Linked DNA regions of Mus musculus: region 1 is linked to region 2. The links are chromatin contacts, called in public HiChIP or PLAC-seq maps. All regions are on one chromosome and are shown on one strand. The core of a region is the stretch at or near the end of the contact, and the rest is flanking DNA. Distances in the headings are between cores, read along the strand shown. Region 1 has its middle 37 kb from the start of Elovl6. Region 2 overlaps Enpep (glutamyl aminopeptidase).

Region 1 (6,069 bases), core at 3,337-5,836, 180 kb before region 2:
ATATGATTATGCTGGGCCCTTAAGGCAGAAGGGAGTTTGTGGTGCAGACATAGAAAATGTCCTCTCTTGTTTGGCTGGAAAAGAGCAGCCTATTTTTGGTTACATATTATTCTCTCTCTCTCTCTCTCTCTCTCTCTCTCTCCCTCTCCCTCTCCCTCTCTCCCCCCCCCTCTCTCTCTCTCTCTCTCTCTCTCGTGTGTGTGTGTTTGTGTGTGTGTGTGTGTGTGTGTGTGTGTGCGCGCGCGTGTGCAGACCATGATGCATGTATGATGAAGGTCAGAGATAGCCTGTGGTCCTCTCCATCTGCCATGTGGACCCTGGGGATTGGATTGATGTTCTCAGTCTTGTCAGCAACTGTCTTTATTTACTAAGACATCTCGCTGGCCCCGTACAACATATCTTTTTGTTTGTTTATTCTGATCACAAAATTCAAAATGGTACCCAAGGTGTGAGTTTCATCTACACTAGAGATGAGGTTTGAGTGACAAAGTTTATGTTGAACTAGAATCAGAAGAGGAGGTCAAATTAACCCTATGAAATCCACAGAGAAACCACGGGAGGCAGATGTGTTAAAGTAGTAAATGAAAACAGTATTGCAATAGATTAGTTGCTGAAGTGTAGTCACCCGAATAGTCCACCCGAATAGTCCTGACAGGACTAGTGATGACTTTATGAGATTCGTGACAAAGGGGGTGACATTGATGATGAACTTCCAGGAAAAGAGCATGGGGGTGGGTGGGTGTTTGGTGCAGTTCACTTCACAAGAAATAGCCATGACACAGCTGTGCTGTACCAGCCAACCAGGTGTGCAGCAAAAGTTACAGTACACCATGGTCCACTACCACAGCTTATAGCCATACAGTGACAGGTCCCTGTGGCAGAGTTGGGCCTGCAGAGGTAGGACAGTATTGCCTGAGGCTTCTGGAGGGTGAGGCACGATAGTTAGAGCAGTGGCTACTGGGGAGCGGGCCATGGTTATGGTTAAGATGGCTACAGTGATGCATATGGACGGTTTTGGGTATAAAAGATTTGGACAAGACCTCAAGTTTTGTTTTTTCAAAAATGTCTAGTCACAAATATGGGGGCTACTTCACAGAGCACAATGGCATACTGTGGACACATAGATTGCCTTACAGTGCTGCTTGGAATAGCATTTCTACATGTTTTGTTGTTGTTATTTTGTTTTGTTTTGTTTTGTTTTGTTTTGTTTTGTTTTGTTTTGTTTTAGCAGTCAACCCACTAATACATGCTGGGATATTCTCAGGCTGGGTATATACTTAAGAACTTACCTGGGTCCTGAGTCCAATTATCAGCACTGGGGGAAAAAAAGACAAAAGCTGAAAAATGTTTAGAAAAATGCAAAACAGATCTGTAGAGCTTTGAATTTCACAGTCGTTGAAAGCAGTGGTGCTGATGAAAACCAGTCTCGTGGCCACCCAGTGGCTGAGCAGTTATGAAAGGGGCTCTTGTGGCCAGAGCACCATGAGTTGCTATGATCAAGGCCTGTGGGAAAATTCTTGAGAGTTTTAGTCAGACATTACTTAAGTAGCAAAAGACTAATAAGCAGTAGCTGCTACAGTAATGGAAGCTGTGCACCTGTGGCATGAACTCTAAACAGGAGAGATATCTACTGTGACTGGTGTGATGGTTTGAATAAAAATGGCCCCCATAGGCCCAAAGGGACTGGCACTATTAGGAGGTGTAGCATTGTTGGAGGAAGTGTGTCTCACTAGGGGGTGAGCTTTGAGGTCTCAGAAATTCAAGCCTGGTCAGTGTGTCCCTGTCACTTCCTGCTGTCTGTGGATCAAGATATAGAACTCTTCGATTCTTCTCCAGCACTATGACTACCTAAATGCCACCATGCTTCCCACCATGGTGACATGGAATCTGAAACTGCAAGCCAGCCCCAACTAAATGTTTTCCTTCGTAAAAGTTGCTGTGGTCATGGTGCCTCTTCACAACAATAGAACCCTAAGTAAGACAACCAGTAGGAGTGGCTCTTGGGAAATATAATGGATCTTCGTTGCTAGCTATTGGTTAAGAAACTATTTAAATGTACACACGCACACACACCTGCAAAGCTCATATGACAAGAAAAATACAATTCACTTTTGCTGGTGTCAGGCCAGTGTATTCTTGTACAAAGAAAGTAATGTGTCATAGATAGTTAAGGTTTTAAATGCATAGCATACACAATGAAACATTTTAACTAAAAATCTTTCATGACAGAAAAAATTATTGCCCAGACCAAAGTGGAAAAGGTCTTTCCAGCAAGAAACAGTGTGGGTCTGAGCTGCCCCTCTCATGGCTAAAGCAAGCTAAACCCCAACTCTGACAGGCGTTCAATGCTAAGTTGGAAGGCACAAGTCCTGTCCATCCATTCACCAGGCAACCTAGGATACAGATTTCTGGGGATTGGGTGGCTCTGCGTAGATAGGAATAAAACAATCAATGGTCCCCCATGCAAACGCACGTTTTGAAATAACCATTTCTGGACTCTGTTCCCTGCTTCAGGCCCTGAAGAGAACAGCGAATCAAGAGTGCAACACCCACTGCACAGGCTGGTGGGGGTGCTGTGTCTGCGCATGCGCCCCTTCCCACCATTCTCATTTTCTAGTTCAAAAATGGGGCCTAGAGTTCATGTTCGTTGAAACCCCAACTTAGAATGTGAAGAACATGGTTCCCCAGCTTGTAAACACAGGCTGTCACAATGGATTCTCATAAATGGGTAGAGAGTTGCTGGGTGGGGGTGGGGTAGGATTAGTGCTGAAGGATGGAGAGTCCTGAAGCCGACTGTGACAAAGGACAGGCGCAGAATACAGGCAAAAAACAAAAACAAAAACAAAAACGAGGAGGGCGGGCTGTTTTCCTTTTGGTTTTGGTTTTGGTTTGCATTTTAGCTCGTGGGATTATACTTATATTAAAAATGAAATGTTTGGCTTGCTTGTCAACTCATTCAGTACTCTGTAAGGTATGCGCGGGTTTTCCTTGTTTTGAAGTTAATGGAAATTTGCATACACAATGCCAATACTTAGACGTTTGTATGAGATCCAGAGCCTTCATTTACACCTTTCTTTTTTTTTTCATTTAGCTTACTTTTATTGTTTTTTTTATTTTTAATATTTTTTATTACGTATTTTCCTCAATTACATTTCCAATGCTATCCCAAAAGTCCCCCAATTTACACCTTTCTTTTCTTTTAAATTTATTTTTTCTTTAGATTACACTAATTAATTAAATTCTAAGTAGATCTCCGTGTAGCCCAGGATAGATTCAAACTCACTATCGAGCTAAAGCTGGCATCAAACTCCCCACTTTCTAGTTCTAAGAAAACTTGTTACAGATTCTTCCTTTCAAAAACTAAACAAACAACAACCAACTAACCAACCAACCAACCAACCAACCAACCAACAAACAAACAACCAACTAACCAACCAACCAACTAACCAACCAACCAACAAACAAACAACCAACTAACCAACCAACCAACTAACCAACCAACCAACTAACCAACCAACCAACTAACCAACCAACCAACCAACCAACCAACAAACAAACAACCCTTCTCCCCAAACCAAAAACCAAAACCTCAAAAAACCTAAACCAAAAATATGTTAGGTCAGGGAGCTTGGTATATGTTCAGTCCAAATGCAATTTTTTTTTAAAAGTTTTTTTTTTTTTTTTTAAAGGAATGTTCAGTTTGTGGTTCTTTGAATCTGAGGACGTGGAACTCATGGAGGCAGCCCACTGTGTGCCCATTGTGTACCCACTCTGTGCTTATGCAAAGTGAATTTACAGGTATTTTGTCACAGCACCAGGAAGCTGACCAACAGAGCATACAGCAACCACTCAATTAATTCACCTCTACTGCCTTCCTGAGAAAGAATCTCACTATGTTGGCACCTAGGCAGATCCAGATCTCACTAAGTACACCTGACTGGCCTTGAACCTGTGCCAGTCCTCTTGCTTCTGCTTCAACAGTGCTGACTACAAGCATGCACCAGCATATAAATCGAGAAGTGTTTATTTGAATTTTGTGATCTTCCTAGCAACCCCAGCCTCTGACTCTTTGGTTTCAACAGATTAAGCCTCTTTTTGTCCGATGTACGCCAATGCATGAGTCGTTCCTCACCCAAATTAACTCTTTACAATTTCACTGTGCTTTCATAGGCATTCTTCTCATGGTCTGGTACAGAAAAGCCCAGTGAGGATGAGATGGGACAACTTGAGCAGCCATAGGTAAACTGGCTGAGGTCATCCTACCCTGAGTTTAAGTCTAGGGAAGACTGCAAGCTGCTTATTGCATCCAGATAATTTTGCCTTGAGTAGATCTGAAACCCTAACTAGCTGGTTGGTGAGAATAGACTGGGTCTAGCCATAGACCTCTAACAGGATAAACCCTTAGGGTTTGCCGGAGTCAAGTAGCTGAGGACTCTTCCACACACGTCCTGTTCATTTTGTTAGTTTAAGCCAGGGTCTTATGTCGCCTCGGCCAGCCTCAAACTTTCTACGCAGCTGAGGCTGAGGAGTTCTCATCCTCTTCAACCACACATCCAGCGATGAGCGGAAGCTTGCACCACCGTGTGGCTTCCTGTTCATTTTAGATTCAGAAATGGGGCGCCTAGACACTGCACAGTTTTACAGAAATGGGTGTGAGAGTAACAGAGATTCGGAGCTGTGCTGGCTACAAAGAAGACATTTTATTCCAGATGAAATTAGTTATTTCTGAGGGTGTAGTGCAGGGGAAAGGGTTGTGTGAAGTCCTGTATGGACTGTTCATTTGTTCTCTCCTTCCTTCCTTCCTTCCTTCCTTCCTTCCTTCCTTCCTTCCTTCCTTCCTCCCTCCCTCCCTTCCTTCCTTCCTTCCTTTCTTCCTTCCTTCCTTCTCTCTCTCTTCCTCCCTCCCTCCCTCCCTTTCTCTCTCTCTCCTCTCTCTTTCTCTCTCTTCTTTCTTTCTTTCTTTCTTTCTTTCTTTCTTTCTTTCTCTCTCTCTCTCTCTCTCTCTCTCTCTCTCTCTCTCTCTCTCTCCTTCCTTCCTTCTTTCCTTCCTTCCTTCCTTCCTTCCTTCCTTCCTTCCTTCCTACATAGCCTCTACATAGACCAGGCTAGCCTCAGACTTAATGTGGTTTTTTTCTCATCTTCCTGCCTGTGCTGCGATCACAGGCTTTGTTTGTGGATGCTGAACTCTCATATTTACACAACAAACTGTCCACAAGACTGTCCAGCTCCAAATAGATCGTTTTGATTGGTACAGAGGCTTGCAAAAGACAGAGAATGGCCTAACTAATTAACTAACTAAACCCTCCTACAGAAATTCCTAAAGGACATGAATAAAAATCCCTCCAACTCACAGGGTCTTTGGTCTTGGAAACAGCAAGCTGTCTTCACAGGTTGATTAACTGATGGACACTTTATAACTGTGGAGAGTTTGGAATGCTACTGGTCTGATAGACTGGCTACATTTTCTTTGTGTTTTTCTTTAGCCTCCTTAGGAGCCACTCCTTACTCACCTCTGTATCAGGCATAACATCCCAGTGAACAGATCAAAAAATCTTTGGGAATGTAGTAACTTAACAAAACCTAATTCTCCATCTTTGGAAAAAAAAAAAATCAATGCTCTCAGATAGAAAACGAAGCCTGTGGTTGCAAGTCTTCTGCCTGCTGTAACTGTCCGTTTAATCTGTGTACCACCATGTTTTCAAATTACCTTCATTTATAACTTTCTACACTATAAATGCTCCGTAAAGCTACCTCTGTGTTGGAGTACTGAGTCTGGGGAGATCCGAATATACAGTCCCAGGCCAGGGTCAATCAAGGTCACCCCCAGAATAAATTTGTTCCTTATCCTCTTTGATTATTTTGTTTATTGCATCAACAGTCTGTTGACTTTTTTTTTTTTTAACTTGGATCAAGCCAACAACAATTTCCTTTAGAAATCAGATCTTCACTCTGGAAATCAGTCTGGTGGTTCCTCAGAAAACTGGACATAGTACTACCGGAGGATCCTGCAATACCTCTCCTGGGCATATATCCAGAAGATGTTCCAACTGGTAAGAAGGACACATGCTC
Region 2 (5,523 bases), core at 2,116-4,615:
TAGTTGAAAAACTGCCTCGGAATTTTTGGTGTAAGAGTCGGTCAGTCAATACAGCCTCGTGAATGATGTCCTGGCCTGTTGGTTTATAGCCTGCCTTTCACTGACTCTCTTGCTACGATAGTGCAAGTGTCTCCGGTGGTTCTCAGGCAGAGGAGAATGAATGTCTACATGGCCATGTCGCTTCCATTGACAGTCTCCCAGGTTTTCCTGTATCCCGTGATGAGCTCTCTCCAATACAGACTTTCCTGGATCATAGCCGGAGATATTTATCATTTGGAATTTCTTAAAGTATTTCTAAACAGAAAGAGAAAAACAGTTCTCCATCTAAAACCCTCCATTGTCCCTCCTGTACGATGATTTTCTGTTAGTTTTACTCATTTAACCTCGACTCTTACACATTCTTCAATTTTTAAAAATAATTTTAAAAATTTAATTAAAATATCGTTACGTCATTTCCCCTTTTGTCTCTTTCCTCTGACCCGTACCGTGTCCCCTCCCTTCATTTGTCCTGTAATCCTCCTTACTCCCGCCCAAACTCAAGTCTAATAATTTTGGGATGGCGGGGGCTCGAGACACAGTTTCTCTAGGCAACAGTCCTGGCTGTCCTGAAACTCAACTTTGTAGACCAGGCTGGCTCAAACTCACAGACATCCATCTGCCTCAACCTCATGAGTGCCGAGTTAAAAGCACGAACTGCCATACCATGCCCAGTGTTAGTAATTCTTTCTAAAAACTTTTTTATACAGTATATTTTGATTATGATTTCTTCCCCACCTCTCCAATGTCTTTCCCACCTCCTTACCCAACTTTATTCTGTCTGTCTGACTGTATGTCTGTCTACCTGCCTGTCTGTCTATATATCTATCTGTCTATCTGTCTGTCTGTCTATCTATCTATCTATCTATCTATCTATCCATCCATCTATCTGCCTGCCTATCATCTACCTATTCTTTCTCTCTCTGTGTCTTTCAAAATCAAAACATAGAAATTAAAGTCAAAACAAACTAGCCAAAGACCAATAGGATAAAAATATAACAAAGCCAAACCCCAAAAATGGAAACAAAAAGTCTGCTAAGAACCCATGGGACTCTTTCTGTGTTGGCCAGCGACTCCTGGGCATGGGGCCTACCCTGGAGTATAGTAGATGTACCCAGTTACAATCTGTTGGAGAAAACTGGTTCTCATTTTGCCGGTGGGTGTCAACTGCAGACAGCTTCTTGGTTAGGTACGAGATCCTGTAGCTACTCGGTAAGCTGACCACTCCAACTTCACCCACTGCTTCTTATCACAAGCTCTGTAGAGACTCATCAGTTAACGCCCTCCTGTGTCTTATGGGTCTCCCACTTTGTATTTTATCCACCCACTGCTGCATGCTGGGAGCCATTTCAAATAAATGTCACAGGTCTTTGGGGGGATGGTTTTACATTAGAAATCACATGTTTGGATTTGTATGAAGGCAATGTTTTTTCAAGTACTAATGCATTGATACATTTCATGGGACCTGGGGTAGTACCTGATAAAGAATTCATGTAGACATAGTGATGTGTGTGTTTGTGTGTGTATGTGTGTGTAACAGGAAAAAGAAAAGATATGAAAATCCACCTATCCATCTATCAATTCAGGTCCAATGACATTGCCAAATGAGTTAATTTAGTTACATAAAACACTTTTGATTTCCAGGGCTCTTGGAACTTCTAATAGTGAATAAGAGGTTGTGGAAGCAGGATCCACATAAGAGTTTCAGTAAAATGATCAGCAGTTACGTCAACTATGGCATTCTATTTGTAGTTGTTCAAAATCCATAGGCCTGATAGGTAGCCTAAGAAGCTCCCTGCAGGAGAAGAGCTAACATCACCTGCAGTGAGACTCTTAAGCGAATGTTGGGAAGGTTTATACAAGGTTTGGGGTTTGGATACAAATAGGGTTGGGGCAAAGGATGGTATAGAGACTCATTAAGTAGTTCTTAGTTGGTCCACCATGATAGCCAAGTCCGAGAGACTAGAGACACTGGAACGAAAGGCATCGTATTAAAAATGCTAAATGCCTGCTTTATGGGGCTGGAGAGCTTGCACAGCAGTTAAGAGCACTTGCTGCTCTTGAGGAAGATCCAGGTTCGATTCTCAACACCCACATGGCTGCTCACCACCACCTATAGCTAAGGAATCTTTCTGACACTCCCTCTGGCCTGCTTAGTCACACACATGATACACAGACATGCATGCAGTCAAAACATTCATACACATAAAATATGACAAATGAACTTTTACAAAACTAAGCCTGCTTTATAGTAGGGTCCAGTATAAGAGAAAAGCTATTTATTCCCTTTTTGTCAACTTGGCTTCCCACTCCAAACAGACAGCACAAAGCACCGGGGTGGGGTGGGGGGCGTAGTGTAGACGGCAGGGCAGTGTCAAGAGAGACAGCTCTCCCTGAAATGTCTGGTAGAGAATGATTGTGGCAAGTCTAGCATACTAACTCACTGACAGACGAAAGGTTCTGAGCCTTTCTATGGACAGCAAGGCAGTGCCAAGCTGCCATGCTGGCTTTGATTTTTCATGCCAGGCCACCAGTATTCTGCTTAGTGGCTGCCAACTGGGCCCTTGGGTTCAGTTATCACTTGGAGAAGGTCTGTCATTGCTCAACAAGAGGCTGGGAGAAGGGAGTAGAAATGGATCATCTCATCTCTTCTGGCAAGTAAAGGCTAAAAAGCTCAATGAATGTTGAGAAGGTCACTGGCTGCGGTGGGGGGCTCATTTCTCTTTATGCCAAAAAGGTGGGATGATCAGCTAAAATGGGGAGCACAGGTCATATAAGGGACACTTTCATTATCTGCCTTTTATAGTGTAGGAGTTCTCCAGAGCTCTCTTCTAAGAAGCAGGGCAGGGGGTGTATGCTCAAATGAACATCAACATTGTAGTAACGCCATGGGAACAGGAAATGAGTAATCTTGAATCATCAGGTCTAGTTGGGTCAACAGTCTTGAACTTAATAAAATGACTGAATCTCACCATTGCTAGAGGGTTTTGGATCAGGTCTTGGGGGTACCATCCGTACCTCACTTGACTTTCTCACAAATGTAGCGGACTCTAGTCTGAAGCACTTCTCCCACTTCCACACACTGAAACTTTCTAAACGATCGGAAGGTTCCTCAGCACAGATCCTAGCATCCAGGGACAGCATCTGTTCGTCTGCTTAGAAGAATTCTTAATAATATATATATTTAATAAAGTCATGGATGATTAGAGTTGGGACAAAAATCTGCACTCAGTTTGGTTTGTAAATTAGGTCACAGGAACATAAAATAATCTGCCAGCACCTCAGAGGATGGAAGGTTCTTACTCACTCCCTCTTGGGAAAAGTTTGAGTCATCGTATTTTAGGCTCTGGGAGTGAAATTGGAGCATAGCTGGGCCATTTAGAAAAGCAGAGTGTAATGTCACAAAGAGGAAAGAATGAAATGAGTTTGCTTCCTCACAGGGAACTGTGTACACAGGACAAACCAGTGGGTATAAGGAAAAATAAATAGAGACATAGACACCAAAAAGACAATGCAAGGGTTTGTTTTTTTGTTTGTTTTAAAAAATGATTTGTTTATTTTTATTTTATGTGCACTGATGCTTTGCTTACATGTATGTCTGTGTGAAGGTGTCAGATCTCTTGGGACTAGAGTCACAGACAGTTGTGAGCTGCCATGTGGGTGCTGGGAATTTAACCCAGGTCCCCTGGAAGAGCAGTCAGTGGTCTTAACTGCTGAGCCATCTCTCCAGCCCCAGACAATACAGATTTTTAAAAGGCGATGATATATTTTAATGTCTGACACGCTATCAGGCTTTGGTAGCAAACTTATCCAATGGTTTGCATGCCAATCACTGCGCCTTAAGCTGTTTCTACTCACTAATGTCACACAGTTACATCCTAATGACCCTTTTTACCCAAGTCTTAGAGCTGAGAAGTGATTTGTGCAAGGCTACACAGAGCAGGCTGGGGCTTCAGACGCGAAGCTGGCTGCAAGGGCCTCTGGCGGTCAGTTATACCATGCCTCACGGTTTGTGGGTGTGTGTGTCATCAGATGAAGCCTTATCTTCCTGAATGTCTGTGTTTCCTTACTAGCTCAAGGTCTATGTCCAGCCCAATCAGAAGGAGACAGCAGAGTATGCGGCAAACATAACCCAAGCTGTATTTGATTACTTCGAAGACTACTTCGCTATGGAGTATGCGCTTCCTAAACTGGGTGAGAAAACACTTTTAATTCCTCATTTCAAGTTGCCTTTGGGTTTTTTGTTTGTTTGTTTTGTTTTATCTTTTTTTTTTAAAGCCTAAGTTAACCTAGTGTGTCTAATTCTATCACCATGAATTACTGATCATCTCTGAGTCTTTTTAGTATGTGCATGCACTTCGTGTCTGACGGGAACTACAAGCTCAAAGATCCACGCTGGAGTCTTTCAAAAATAATAGCCACTCTCTCCTCTTATATGAGGAAGAGCTAATCTTTGATTCAGAAAGCAGCTCCTGCGGAGCTTGCTCACGGTGGGGCCAAAACAGCCACCTACATCATTAGATTTAAAAATCAGGACTCCGCCAATGGTTTGCATGCCTGGCCCTCCTAAGGGAGTTGGAAAACAGTAAGGGTCAGCGATGTCGTAAGAGGCTCGTGTGCTTCCCACCCGACCCTTGTTGTGCAAGACTTTCCAGCCCCGGGAATGAAATACTGGAGCTCCTTCTAGAGTTTCCTTTTCTTCAGTGTGGAGAGAAACACATCTTATTTTTATTTTTTGGTAATATGCAAGGAAAGCCATATTCCAAATGTATGGACATGCTGTCTCCATCAACAGCACAGACAAGCTTGAGTGACCAGTTTGAACAGAGATGTAACTGTAAGACCCTTGGAGACACTTGAAGGGAAGGTCTTAAGAAAACCAACCAACTGCCTGGGCTGTGGTGGTGCATAGCTTTAATCCCAGAATTTGGGAGGCAGAGGCAGGTGGATCTGAGTTCAAGGCCAGCCTAGTCTATGGATGAGTTTCAGGTTAGTCAGGGCTACACAGAGAATCCTTGTCTTGGAGAAAGAGAGAGAGAGAGAGAGAGACAGAGACAGAGACAGAGACAGAGACAGAGACAGAGAGACAGAGAGAGAGGCAGACAGACAGACAGAGAGAGAGAGACAGAGAGAGAGAGGCAGACAGACAGACACACAGAGAGAGGCAGACAGACAGACAGACAGACACACACACACAGAGAGAGAGAGAGAGAGAGAGAGAGAGAGAGAGAGAGAGAAAACCAAGAATCTACTTCCCTATCTAGTATCTACCACCTTAATAAATTCCGTAGAAGGCAAAAGGCACGGTGGCTCTGTGTGTGTACACCCCCACATCTCATTTTCACTTCAATGGTCCTTTATACCACATATAAATTATGAGAGGAAACAGAAAGACAAGTAGCTTTCTACCAGACTCAGAGGAAAATTCCGAATGTTACAGGAACTGGAATGCAGAGTTCATTGTCTTTGTCTCACTCCTTGTGATCA

The links. HiChIP or PLAC-seq counts read pairs in DNA pulled down with a chosen protein or histone mark.
Region 1: a BATF HiChIP or PLAC-seq map of CD8 T cells shows a contact between it and region 2, with 5 read pairs. The contact joins two enhancer-like sites. A contact is called at or near these places in 9 of 39 promoter capture datasets (the 3T3-L1 cell line, the C10 cell line, HPC-7-derived erythroid cells and 4 more), 1 of 15 datasets of contacts at CTCF or cohesin (CD8 T cells), 5 of 484 Hi-C or Micro-C datasets (CD4 T cells, the G1E-ER4 cell line, embryonic stem cells and 1 more), 3 of 115 datasets of contacts at active chromatin or transcription factors (CD8 T cells and embryonic stem cells) and 2 of 9 other capture datasets (embryonic stem cells and liver).

Annotation. Positions count from the first base shown.
Region 1 is chr3:129,492,803-129,498,871 of GRCm38.p6, reverse strand. No RefSeq gene overlaps it. Among named protein-coding and RNA genes, the nearest start is that of Elovl6, 37 kb to the left of the region's middle. Within about 2 kb of position 4,586, at least 33 of the 459 cell types and tissues checked have an H3K27ac peak or open chromatin away from gene starts, as enhancers often do. A contact at or near this core is called in CD8 T cells, where this site is marked.
Region 2 is chr3:129,311,268-129,316,790 of GRCm38.p6, reverse strand. Enpep (glutamyl aminopeptidase) reads left to right here. Exons shown (of 20, transcript NM_007934.3): 4 at 4,110-4,230. Among named protein-coding and RNA genes, the nearest start is that of Enpep, 19 kb to the left of the region's middle. Within about 2 kb of position 3,365, at least 50 of the 459 cell types and tissues checked have an H3K27ac peak or open chromatin away from gene starts, as enhancers often do. A contact at or near this core is called in CD8 T cells, where this site is marked.